Regions from separate parts of the Sus scrofa genome. Here regions 2 and 3 are each linked to region 1. Evidence: chromatin contacts called from public Hi-C and promoter capture Hi-C data. All regions are on one chromosome and are shown on one strand. Each heading gives the region's core, a stretch centred on a gene start, on an enhancer-like site or on the middle of the called end of the contact. The rest is flanking DNA. Distances are from core to core; before and after follow the strand shown. Region 1 holds the start of SDE2 (protein SDE2 homolog). Region 2 holds the start of PYCR2 (pyrroline-5-carboxylate reductase 2). Region 3 holds the start of H3F3A (H3 histone, family 3A).

Region 1 (4,053 bases), core at 1,138-3,637:
TAGTCCAACAAACTCAAATTTCTTGATTCACTGCAAGGAGAGGGGGAACCACACACCAGAGGAATCATGAGGTTTCTCATCACCAAATAAAAAGATATGGTTATTATAAGATCTGGGGCAAGGGTAGAATTTAGGTAAAAATTAAATGAATCACTGTTTTTGTGAGGCTCGAAATACAGCAAAGTTGTATTGCTTCACAGTCTAGACTATGAAGGAGATTCAGGCTCCTGTTTCCTTGGAAACTACAAAGTTGAGATAAATGGGGAAAGTTGTGTCTAGAAAGCCCTAATCTGAAGCTCTGCTTGGAAATTAGGAGTGCATCTCAGTATCAAAGTGACGGATTCTCAAGGCCAGAGTGGGATGCTTCATTCTTACTGATAAAATTTCAAACAGCGGAGTTTATTCTTACAATCTACGGTTTTTTGGGATAAGGTTTTCCAAAGAACAAGAAAGAAGTAGACTTTCAAGGAAGTCACTGTGATACTTCATCACTGCACCATGTCCTTGGGGGAAACACTGTTCTTTTTTTTTTTCCTCTTTGTTCTTTTTTAATGTAGGTATTTATTGCTGTAATGGGAAACACTGTTCTTATTAACTTTGAGGCTGGCTTTATCTGTGTCTGTTAACCCAGCCTGATGAATAGCAGGGTTGCCCCCCCCCTTTTTTTTGCTTTTTAGGGCCACACCCAAGACAGGGAAGTTCACAGGCTAGGGGTTGAATCAGAGCTACAGCTGCCGGCCTACACCACAGCCACAGCAACTTGGGATTTGAGCAGCGACCTACACTACAGCTCACAGCAACACCAGATCCTTAACCCACTGAGGTCAGGGTTTGAGGCCGCATCCTCATGGGTCCTAGACGGATTATTAACTGCTGAGCCACAAAGGGAACTCCAGCAGGGCTGCTTTTTACTTTCTGCCCGGGCAGCTACTACTAACTTTATCACATGTCAGAAGAGTTTTGTTTTTAAAAAGCACAGATGTGAACTCGAGCTATTTTTATTTGTTCCAGTATCTTTATCAAATGCCCTTTATTATAAGTTTTGTATTTCTGTTCATATTTGTTATGGCCATGTTTAAGTATATGACTGAACCCATTCATTGATATTTCTTGCTTCTTATTTTAAATTATTTTTTACAAATACTTGTCGTAATCAAGATCCTATTTTTTCTGGTCACTCTGGATCAGCTGTTAGTCTGAAAACCTACTCATGAAATAAGAGTTATTTTCAGAGATATTAAAATCCAACTATTTAGGAAAATATTTCACCATTCAGATTGTAAGGTAGTTCTGATAGATTTTAAACTGGATTGCAGCAGGAAGAAAATGGGGAAACAAAAACCACATTTGCAAAAACACACTGCTTCTTCATGGAACTAGTCCAAATAAAAGATTTGGTTTGGACTGCGGTGTTAACAAATGTTAAGCTTATAACTTACAAGAAGAGAAACAGCCTAAGGAAGTAAGAATGAGGTGTTCTGATAAAGAAAAACAGAGTACTAGAGCAAATGCCGAAATTAAAATTAGATTCGGGGACCACCTAATTCTCTAAATATCTGAACAGCTTTTATATCTTACAGTTTGTAAACATTTGCTTACTTGATAATTAAATAAACATGTAATTTTAGAAGTCCATGATAGGTTCTCAAAAATATACCTGGACAATTACGACAATCAAATGATCAGTGAAAACATCTAAATGACAAGCCCTAAGAACCATGCCCTCGACAGAACCTATGTGAGTGCTTGCCCAGACCATTTCTTTCCCAACTATCCTTCGGTCTGAGTTTGGATATGACATACGTCTCTAGGTTGGAGCGAACAGAGCTGTGCTCTCAGCGGACAAAAATGCATGTCATATAGCCAAAGAGTGAACGTAGGTAAATGAGCCTTAAAACTCATCTGGTCCAACTGCCTCGTTTAAGGATGAAAAGAATACCAAAGTCTAAACCGTTATTAGAGACTGAGGGTCGGACTAAGCACCTGTGAGCGGAGAGGTTTTTGACCCTCTGTCAGACAAAACTACCGCAAAACAAAAGCAAAGGAAGGCCTCAGCATCAGCTGGAAGCACTTTAAAACTGAGGAATCCTCAGGCGCAAAAACTGAAAACCCCAAAGAATAAACGTGCCCGGGACAGACACTGTCCGCACCCAATCTTGCCCACGTTCTCCACGTTCCCCTTCCTTCCAGGAACCGCAAACCTCACCTGATCTTGGCAGTGCCGGTGGATAAAATCCCGTACGGAGCACAGGGTCGAGGTAACGCGCAACGCCTTGCACCCGAAGGCAGGGCCACGAAGCCACACCAGCTCCGCAGCTTCCGCCATTTTACCCAGCCACTGAACCTCGAGATTCCCAGAAGGCAATAAGCGCCACAAACAGCCCGGCGCATTTCGGTGACGTTAGCTCGCCTTCCAGCGCCCCGCCCTCAGGTCTTTGGCTGGCCCCGCCCCTCCCCCGGGATAGTCACGTGACCTGGGACCGCCGGGCCGCGCTGGTTGGGGGAGGGGAACAGGAAGGGCCTGCCGGAGGCCGATAAGACCGCGGAGCACCGGGGCGAGGCGTTGCTAGGAGAGGTTGCTAGGGCGGGGCTCCAGGGACTCTCTATAAAAGGCTGGCGCTGGGTTAGGTTTCGAGCGTTCTGGTTGAAAGCGATAAGACAGTAACTAAGCACCTCCCTGTGCAGGCTTTGGCCCTTTTCCTCACATCTGTGTAGTTATTTTTGGGTCGCAGGGAATCGTGGCCTGAGAAGGCGCTGCTCCCTAGGGCCTGAGGAGGGAAGCTGCAGTCCCGGAAGCGGCTTTAGGGGGGCTGCTTCCTCGGCCCTGGGGAGCTTCCCCAACCCAAGGGGCAAGGGAAGCGGAGGTCAGCAACAGCCCTGGGTGGTTTTTCCTCTCGGTTTACCAAGCGTTCTCTTCCTTTGCTGAAAGTGCCAACCTCTCGGTTTCTGCCAGCTCTGCTCAGTTTATTCGTATTTCCGCCTGTTTGCGCTCTGCGTTATCTTCACTTCGGCTCTGTTTTCAAAATATTTCACAGCAAGTGAGCCCTTGTGAAAGGCAGTGGCAAAAGTGACGCTTATAGTAATGCTGCTACGAAAAACCCTGCCATAACTTTGATTCTGCACCATGGAAACACACTCGCACACATTTGCACAGCCTAACTTTAAGGCTCTGCGAATCTGAAGGAGTCCCTTAATGTTTAGTATACTGAGATTATGGTATTTCTAAAATCTTGAACAATTTTAAAAAGCGTAGAGTGTAAACATAGGAGGGTTCTCGGGAGGTATCTGTGCCTACTAAACACCAATGTATCGGCCCACGGAATTGAATTTTCTAGTGCCCAGGTACTTGGCAAATGAAACTCCGCTGAAGGGAAAGCAACTAAAAATTCAGAAATCCTGGAACTGTGGCATTATGAACACAAATAGAATTTGAAGGCCTCTGAAGTTCCGTATTCTAATTGTTGTCTTTATTTCACTTACCCAGGAAGGAAAGTGAGAGAGAAACGACCTCCATGGGGATGCCAGGAGGTTAAAAACAAACAAACAAACAAAAAAAACCCCACAAACTAATAAAGATGTTGTGCCTAGAGAGCTGTGTTTCACAAATAGGGTGACCTAGTGACCAGGGGTCAGTTGGTGTCTCACCAAGTATATATTTTGCTAATAAGGAAAGTCCACATCGTTCATTAGTAACTAACATTAAAACTAGTCCTCTTAAAACCTGAAGTCTAAATGAAATTGTTCACTCTATCCCTTTGTTGAATTTAAATTTTTGTTGTTTTTAAAAAAAATCCCAAGTATTGAACATGGATCTGTCATTTAAAATATGAAGTAACAATTATTAGCATTTTTTCAAAGACAAAAATCTTCTGAGCAATATATAAATCTGTTAAATCTTCACAATAAGCACCCAGCACCATGACATACACAAAGCAGATGTTAAATAAATATTGGCTGGAGTTCCCACTGTGGCACAATGGGTTAATGATCCACTTGTCTCTATGGAGGCTCAGATTTAATCCAGCACTGCTGAAGCTGTGGTGTAGGTCACAG
Region 2 (4,053 bases), core at 1,149-3,648, 52 kb before region 1:
GACCTCCTCCACCAGGCAGCCTCGCCCCAGAGGTGGGCAACACCCACAGCCCGTCTGCCCTCCCACCCTGCGCCCCTGGGTCCTGGGAAGGCTGAGCCTCACATAGGCAGGCCCACTGCCACTGAGGCCTGTGACGGCATCAATCAGGTCCTCCTCCACCTCGGTGCAGAAGCCCACGCTGCTCATGAGCTGCTCCAGGAGCTGCCCGTCCTCCACCAGGGCATGCGTGCCCGTGGCGTACACCGTGGCGCCCTCCCGCACCACCACGGGCGTGTTGGTCATACAGCGGATGACTTTGGGCGCCGGCTGGAACGCCTGCAGTTTCTGGGGCAGGAGAGGGACGAGTGAGCTGCCAGTCCCATGAGCGTCCACCCCTCCCCTCACACAGGGGCGCCAGGCCTGAGATGGGCACCTTCTCCACAGAGCTGATGGTGACACCGGCCGCACAGGAGACCACAATGTGCCTGGCCTGGACATCGGCCCCAATCTCGTCCAGGATGAAGGGGATGATGTGTGGCTTCACGGCCAGGAACAGGACATCGCTGTGCCTCACTGTCTCCTTGTTGCTCCGGGTCAGGTTCACCCCCATCTTCTGCAAGAGGAGACTGCTGGGCTCAGGGTGTGGGGCAGCCTCCCCAGGCCCAGGCCGTCCCCAAGAGCAGCTGAACCCTTGCCCCGCCCACTCTGCCAGGTGCAGCCTGGAATCCCCTGCCCTGTGCCCTCAATGGCACAAAGTTTTCCACTGTGGCTCCTGGGCAAGTGAGCACACAGATGCTAGATCTGGACAAGCTTCTCCATGGCAACCAGCAAATCCCTGTCCCCCATCCCTTCCACTTCTCTGCACTCAATCCCTCTGCCAGGTAAGGCAGCTCCATGGCTGGAAAGGGGCAAAGGGAAAGCTGAAATGCCAGTGCCCGATGGTCAGAAGCAGGACCCTATCCTAACACTGGATAGGTCATCCCACTGCAAGGTCCAGGGGTGGGCTGCCTGATGCCCATCCCTTTAAAACTCCAAACTCAGTATCAGGGCCCTCCAGTGCTAGTAAAGTTGGCCACCCCAGGCACAGACACTGCCTGTCCCCCATTACACATTCTCTCCCACACCGCCCAGATTTGGGGTGAAGACTTGGGATGCTCTTTTTTTCTTCTTCTTCTTTTTAAGGTCACAGGTGCAGCATATGGAGGCTCCCAGGCTGGAGGTAGAATCGGAGCTGCAGCTGCTGGCCTACGCCACAGCCACAAGGGATCCAAGCTGCATCTGCAACCTACACCACAGCTCACAGCAACACCAGACCCTTAACCCACTGAGCGAGGCCAGGGATCAAATCCACATCCTCATGGATACTATGCCAACACAGTAAACGGCTGAGCCACAATGGGAATTCCAGGATGTTCTTTTTTTAGAGAAAGGAACGACTAATTTGCCAGGTTCTTTCCCAACAGGCTCACTTATGCCTCAGAATAGCTCAGCAAGTGGCTGCTGTGGTCTCCATTTATAAATGAGGAAACTGAGGCCCAGAGTAGCCAAGTAGCTTAAGGCCACTTGATGAAGGAAAGTGAGTATTTTATTGGGTACCTACTAGGTGTCAGGTACTTTCCACACATTAAAACCTGAATTAACCTTCTCACAACCCCAGTGTCTGAATTTGAACCCAAGTCTGTGTCTGCGGCTCCCACCACCCTGAACTGCCCCAAGGAAGACGGAAATTTGTCATGCTCCCAGAGGGAAGCTCAGTGCGCGGCCGTGGACCAGCACAGAGTCTCAGCTCATGAGGCCATCCTTGCCCTGGGCCTCCACCCTCTTTCCAACATCCTTCTGCCCCACCTACCCTGAGCGCGGCCACCGTGGGCAGGTCCATTTCCGGGGAGCTGGCTATTATCTTGTGAGCCGACAGGATGCCTGCAGAAGGTAAGGCTTTTTAACTGAGGGTCCCGGTCTATCCCGTTCCCATGCGTTCCCTGGGAAAGCAGAATCAAAACCTACAACACTCCGTTGTGGAGACGGTTGCTGGCGTTCTCCTCCTCTCAATCGCTTTTGCAGGCTTAAGAGGAGTCTCTTCTTCCCCAGCAGATGCAAATTCCCCTTTCTTCAATCATTCACGTTCACCGCCTAAGCTACGAACCGCCCGCGCGGCCGCCTCCACACGCTCACCTGCAGCCGTGAAGCCCCGCGCCAGGGCGCAGGCCAGCTGGCCGGCGCCGATGAAGCCCACGCTCATGGTTCGCTCCGCGTCTGCCGAGCAGCCTGGGGAGTCCGCGCAGCGAGGAAAGGCGAAAAGCGGAGAACTGAGCGGGCGACGCGCCCCGGAGCCGGATTCTGGGGGTAGGCGGCAACTTCCGGGACGAGTCCCCCAGCCGACTCCTCACTCCCTCATTCTGGGACCGCGCCGCAGGGCCCCACGTGGCCACGCCCCGCCGGAGCGGCCAATCCGCAAGCCGGGACGGAACCTTATGCCCGCCTCCTGCTCACGGGAATGTCAGGCGGAACCTAGGACCCTGCGCGCGAAGCCGAGATCTCAGCTGGCCTGGGCCTGGCCCCCACCCCAGGGCTTTCGGGACCCGCCCCTGGCTCGAGGCTGAAGCCAGGCGGAGGTCTGTCTAGTTATACCTGGTGCTGGCCGTCAGCTGCCCCCAATGCGCAAGAGGAATTCTCCAGGTTGCTGATTTGAGGGGATGAATGTGGAGCGTGGAGACCTGAGGGCTCCAAGCCAGGCTCCTCTGTGCGCCGGGGGATTATCTGGCTTGGAGCTGGCCTGGGGGCCGCCGCGGTTTTTCACTTGAATTTGCGTGGTTCAAGCTATTGGTTTTAACTAGACTGCAGATAGGATCAGTTCTTCTGCGCAGAAAATGATGCGCTCCTTAGGACCTGACTAAAGTACCCCTCAATCTCCGCTACTTTCAAAAGTTCCACAAATGTGATGTTTACTTTTCATCAGTAGTAAATATAAGTATTAAGGGATCAGGTGACAAAAAAAGAGAGGAAGGAGGTGGCGTCTTACAGAGTCAGAAGAGCCAGAGAGGCCATTAGTAGGTCAGAGCCTATCAGTTTTTCTACAGTTCTTTCCCTGTAATCCACACCCATACCCCCAGCAGTGGGCTATTTTCTGCAATTTTTCTCTAGTTGATCACATTCCTGGACAAGTCCCTAGTTCTTGAGTTTCTGCACCCTTAAAAGTGAGTACTGGAGTTCCCCCTCGTGGCTCAGTGGTTAACGAACCCGACTAGTAACCATGACTTTGTGGGTTCAATCTCTGGCGTCGCTCAGTGGGTTAAGGATCTGGTGTTGCTGTGGCTGTGGTGTAGGCTGGCAGCTACAGCTCTGATTCAACCCCTAGCCTGGGAACCTCCATGTGCCACAGGTGCGGCCCTCAAAAGACCAAAAAAAAGAGTACTAAATATTTAGAATTAAGCAAAATTAAATTTTTTATAACTTTCTCTGATTACAGAAGTTAATACATGCATATGGAGAAAAATTTGGAAAATATAAAAAGAAATTCAAAATCACCCACGGTCATACTTCCTAAGGATAATTTCTTGCAGATATTTTCGATGTTATTTCCTTACATATTATTTTCTATGCATACATACTTTTCCATCGTTGGAAATGAATGATATACCTATGGTTTTGAAAATTCTTCACTAGATACACAAATATTTTCCAGTGTCACTGAAAAGTTATTTAAAGCAAGATTTTAGTATAGGTCCCTCCAGGCTCAGCAGATTAAGGATCTGGTGTTGTCATGGTTACAGCTGGTGGCTCAGGTTTGATCCCTGGCCCAGGAACCTCTTCATGCCTCGGGCTTGGCCAAAAAATAAAAAATAAAACAAGATTTTAGTGTTTTATTATATGACAGTATTATAATGTAATAATGTATTTTGTTACATTATAGGGATGTACTGTACTAATTTAACCACTCTCCCATATATCAACATTAGTTTAATTCATTCTATTTATTTATTTATTTTTGTTTTTTAGGGCCGTACCCCTGTCATATGGAAGTTCCCAGGCTAGGGATTGAATTGGAGCTACAGCTACCAGCCTATGCCACAGCCA
Region 3 (4,053 bases), core at 826-3,325, 42 kb after region 1:
TGACCCCTAGCCTGGGCACTTCCATATTGCTAGGGTGCAGCCCTAAGAAGCAAACAAAACAAAACAAAACAAAACAAAAAATAAAACTTCACACAGATAAAAATATTTCCTCCATTTTACAGATGGTTCAGACAATCCAAGATCAGAACTATTTTACCTAAAATAGTCTTTCCTGTCCTTAGAAGTATTTTTTAAGCCAAAAAATAGAAGCTATGGAAAAATCTAGCATATAAAGAGAACATTACCCATGCTATTTAAAATTTCTTGATGTAGGATTAATTCAATTGATATGGAACAGCCTTCCTGGAAAACTCTTGGAAAAAAACAACAGATATTTTAGTTCCCTCAAAACAAAACAAAAAACAGGCAAAAATAAATAAATAAATACAACCACATTTTCTTGGCTGGAATTACAAGAACTCTTCACTGGCAGCTCAGCCTAGGGTTTTCTGCACATATGCTTTTAGGATAGGCTTGCAGAGTGCATGTGTTCTGTACAGCAACCACAGACACTTAACATTCATTAAATAATAATGAAACAGAAGGCCTGGATTTTGTTTGTTTCTCCTGGGTCTGTTCCTCACTTAAGTGACCTTGGACAAATCTATTTTTTCATATGTGATTTCCATATATCCGTTTTTAGGATAATGTTTATGATTACAATGCTTTATAAGATCTTCAAACTGCGGAAAAGTAGTTAATGCCCTCCATCTATGAAATTTATCTTTCACTATCCTATGGGATGTCAGCATGACACTTCTATTGAAAACCTTCACACATAGTTGCAAAGTGTTGTCAATACCAACTAGGGACCGTGCAGATATTCTGAGTCCAATGAACTAACAACATGGATAACTTGAAACGGTAAGTCTGTTTCCTACGCTACTGAGAATGGAAAAATATAATCATCCCCAAACCACGTTTTCCTTATTTCTGCCGGTTTTCTACCGCATGTAAACTATGCAGAAGCCGCTGACAATGTTTGATTTGGCAATTCTACCTAACATTTCATCGTTAAAAGGCCCAACAGGCTAGTAGGACACTCGGCCAGAACCGGAGTCAGGCCCTGGTGCAGTTAGCTGTGTATTCCATACATTGTTTTAGAGGCTTACAAAATACAGCCATCTTGCATCAGGCATCCCGGCCCAGGAAGGAGGCGAGCCCCGTCCCCTCCGAGATGCTACCTGCGAAGAGTCGGGCGTCCTAGGTGGCAGAGCCCGTGCGCGCAGCCCGCAGCCCGCACCGCGGGGCCCGCCTCCGTCCCCGGGCCAGTGTCTTGAGTGAATAAAGTTGTCTGAGGGCGAGCCAGCGGCACCTGGCCCGAAGCGAGGGCACGAAGACGGCCGGCCCACAGCCCTGCCAGCCGCTAGAGCCGCCCCCTCCGAAAGTGGGCGCAAGACGGGAGGCTTCTATTTGCAAGCTTCCTTTTGGGTAGTGTTTTCAACTGGGCCGCGGCGACCCGGCCCGCCGTGGCCTCCTCCCCGCCCCCACGCCGCCCGGGGTGCCTCGGGGACGCGCGCCGGGGCCCGCGCCGGAGCGGGGCGCCCCCTCCTTCGCCCTCCCCGCTGCGGCCCGAGACGCCCGCAGGTCGGGCGTTCACCCGCCGAGCCTCGGCCGGCCCGCCCCACCCCCTCACTTCCCCTCGGCGCCCCAAACCCGGGCTTCCAGAGTTCGATGACGTGTGCGCACGGAGCGGGGTGGGAGTGCGGAGCAGGGGAGCGGGAGTCAAAACTGGGGCGGGCGGGCAGCCGTCTCGGCGGGAGCGACGGCCCTTCGGCGTGTCTTTTGTGTTTGTACACACACGGCGCGAGGCTGCCGGGAGGAGGGAGCGGGCGGCGCGCGGGGGAGGGGCGAGCGCGCGCCAGCGAACGGGAGCGCGGGGGGAGGGGCGGGGGCGGGGCGCGAGCAAGGGGCGGGGGGCGGGGCCGAGCCTTCCCTCCATTGTGTGTGATTGGTTGGCGCGCGGCGCGGGGGCGGGGCGGCGTGTGTTGGGGGATAGCCTCGGTGTCAGCCATCTTTCAATTGTGTTCGCAGCCGCCGCCGCGCCGCCGTCGCTCGCCAACGCCAGCGCCGCCTCTAGCTCGCCGAGCTCCAGCCGAAGGAGAAGGGGGGTAAGTTTCCCCGTTTGCCCGCTTCCCCGGAACCGAGCCCCGCTTGCCGTCAGCCCCGGGCCGGGCCCCGGCGGTGCGGAAGGGGGGCCCCACGGTCCCTCCTGCTTGGCCCACAAACTTTTTGGCCCAGAAATGGAGAGGAGCGAGTTTCCCTCTCCCCTCAGGCGGCGGCGGCTCCGGCGGCTCCCCCGTCTCTCGCCGCCTCAGCCCAACAGCAGCAACCGCCGCGTCGCCGAGCCTGCTCTCCCTCCTCCCCGCGCCCCTGGCTCCTCTTTCTTCGGTGAAATCCCGCCCGGCGCCCCTTCCCGGGACCCCAGACCTTCACCATGACCCGCGCGGGCCTCTTAACTACAGCCCCCGGGCCCCGGCCCCCAGTTTTCGGGCGGGAAAAGGGTGGAAATTGCCGCTGCTTCCCACCCTGGGGTAACTCGCTTTTTGCTGCCTCCCCACAGTTGTTGCTAAGCTTCACCATCTTGTCTCTCTTCTCTGGTCACCGACCATATTTTTTCCCCCGTTTCTCTCTTCCCCATTTCAAAAAAGGAGGACAATTTTTAAAAGAGAAACATGTTTTTCTCCTTTTTTAGAGAAGCGGAAACTTGATGCATTTGAAATGCAAAAAAAAAAAACTTTTGCATTTTGGAGGGCGGCACGTGGCAGGGGATCGGGGTATTTTCAAGCGTTTTGGTGTTTTGTCTCTTTGGTAGGGAATCGGATACGTTTTGCGATTGTTTCCATTTTGTTCGGGTCTGGGAGCTCAGTTTGGCTGCGCGAGACGCTGGGAGCGAGACGGGCAGGCTGGGGGACCCTGTGCCGAGGGGCCGGTGGAGGCGAAACCAAAAGTTTATGTCGTGCTTGGGGTGGACCGGTCGGTCGCTCTCGTGCGTTAATTAAAGCCTGGGTGCGGGGCACTTGTTTTTATTTCATTGCGAAGCCTCGGAGGACTGGACGGCGAGGACGGGGCTTTGTAGAATGCTCGCTTGGTGGTAGCTGTTGTTCCCCTCTTGTTTTTGGAGACGCCTTTTTGTCAACAGAACTGTAGAGATGCAAAATCAGGAATGTTTTCTGATATTTACAGCAGTCTATCAACTGCCAGACGTAAAGGGGGGGGCAGCGCGGGGGGGGCTAAAACCTTTTTTGCTGTAATTTGACGCGACCTTTCTGTGGTTTGTGGCTTCATTATTTTGACTTATTCGTTGATCGGATGTTTACAGACATTTCTAATTTCTACTTTAATTAAAGAAATTGAAGCGAAGGCAGATAGGGGTCTTTTTGTTTTGCCATTTATCGCTCAGATTTAGCATTTTGAGAGGTGACTGGTGTTAATGCTAACAATTTTCTAGTACTACAGTTTGTTTCAAGAAGTCATATTTGGGTGGTAGGCGTAATCTGCACCCTTTCAAATTATGTAACATTACGGACATTTTTAAATACTGAGCCAAATTTTCAGATTGGGGGGGCGCGGTGGCAGTGGCAGGAAAACTTGTATGTTTGGTGGTTGCATGTGGTGATTTTTTTTTTTTTTTTTTTTTTTTTTGATGCTGGTAGGTAAGTAAGGAGGTCTCTATACCATGGCTCGTACAAAGCAGACCGCCCGCAAATCGACTGGTGGTAAAGCACCGAGGAAGCAACTGGCTACAAAAGCCGCTCGCAAGAGTGCGCCCTCTACTGGAGGGGTGAAGAAACCTCATCGTTACAGGTATTAAAAAGACGGGAAAAAAATGGGGCAAAGTGTATCTTCCGAAGTAATAGCTATACAATCTAATAAAAAGATGTATAATAAGCATCCTTTTTGCCTTAGGGAAACTGGTATTTTTTTCCCCTTTTGGTTATTTACTAAATTTTATATTTGGTGTTGGGTTTTATTAAGGACCATGTTTAATTTCGAAGCTGTAATCTTAGCTTAAGGGAGATGTTGCATCAGTAATATCGTTAATGCTATGGA

What was found. Promoter capture Hi-C pulls out the DNA fragments that hold promoters and counts their contacts. Hi-C and Micro-C count contacts between places; a contact is called where the count stands out from the background.
Region 2: a contact with region 1 is called in a promoter capture Hi-C map of fetal liver, with 2.1 times the contacts expected there. The contact joins the promoter of PYCR2 here to the promoter of SDE2 in region 1. A contact is called at or near these places in 1 of 5 promoter capture datasets (fetal liver), 2 of 47 Hi-C or Micro-C datasets (epiblast stem cells and heart right ventricle) and 1 of 2 datasets of contacts at active chromatin or transcription factors (skeletal muscle).
Region 3: a Hi-C map of embryonic fibroblasts shows a contact between it and region 1, with 4 times the contacts expected there. The contact joins the promoter of H3F3A here to the promoter of SDE2 in region 1. A contact is called at or near these places in 3 of 5 promoter capture datasets (fetal liver, fetal skeletal muscle and liver), 28 of 47 Hi-C or Micro-C datasets (adipocytes, alveolar macrophages, blood and 14 more) and 2 of 2 datasets of contacts at active chromatin or transcription factors (alveolar macrophages and skeletal muscle).

The regions. Positions count from the first base shown.
Region 1 is chr10:13,895,460-13,899,512 of Sscrofa11.1, forward strand. SDE2 (protein SDE2 homolog) reads right to left here and starts at 2,388. Exons shown (of 8, transcript XM_003130543.3): 1 at 2,207-2,388. The coding sequence starts at 2,326.
Region 2 is chr10:13,843,502-13,847,554 of Sscrofa11.1, forward strand. It overlaps PYCR2 (pyrroline-5-carboxylate reductase 2), which reads right to left and starts at 2,399. Exons shown (of 7, transcript XM_021064411.1): 1 at 2,152-2,399; 2 at 1,829-1,958; 3 at 413-592; 4 at 103-324. The coding sequence starts at 1,858.
Region 3 is chr10:13,937,863-13,941,915 of Sscrofa11.1, forward strand. H3F3A (H3 histone, family 3A) reads left to right here and starts at 2,076. Exons shown (of 4, transcript NM_213930.1): 1 at 2,076-2,111; 2 at 3,657-3,807. The coding sequence starts at 3,680.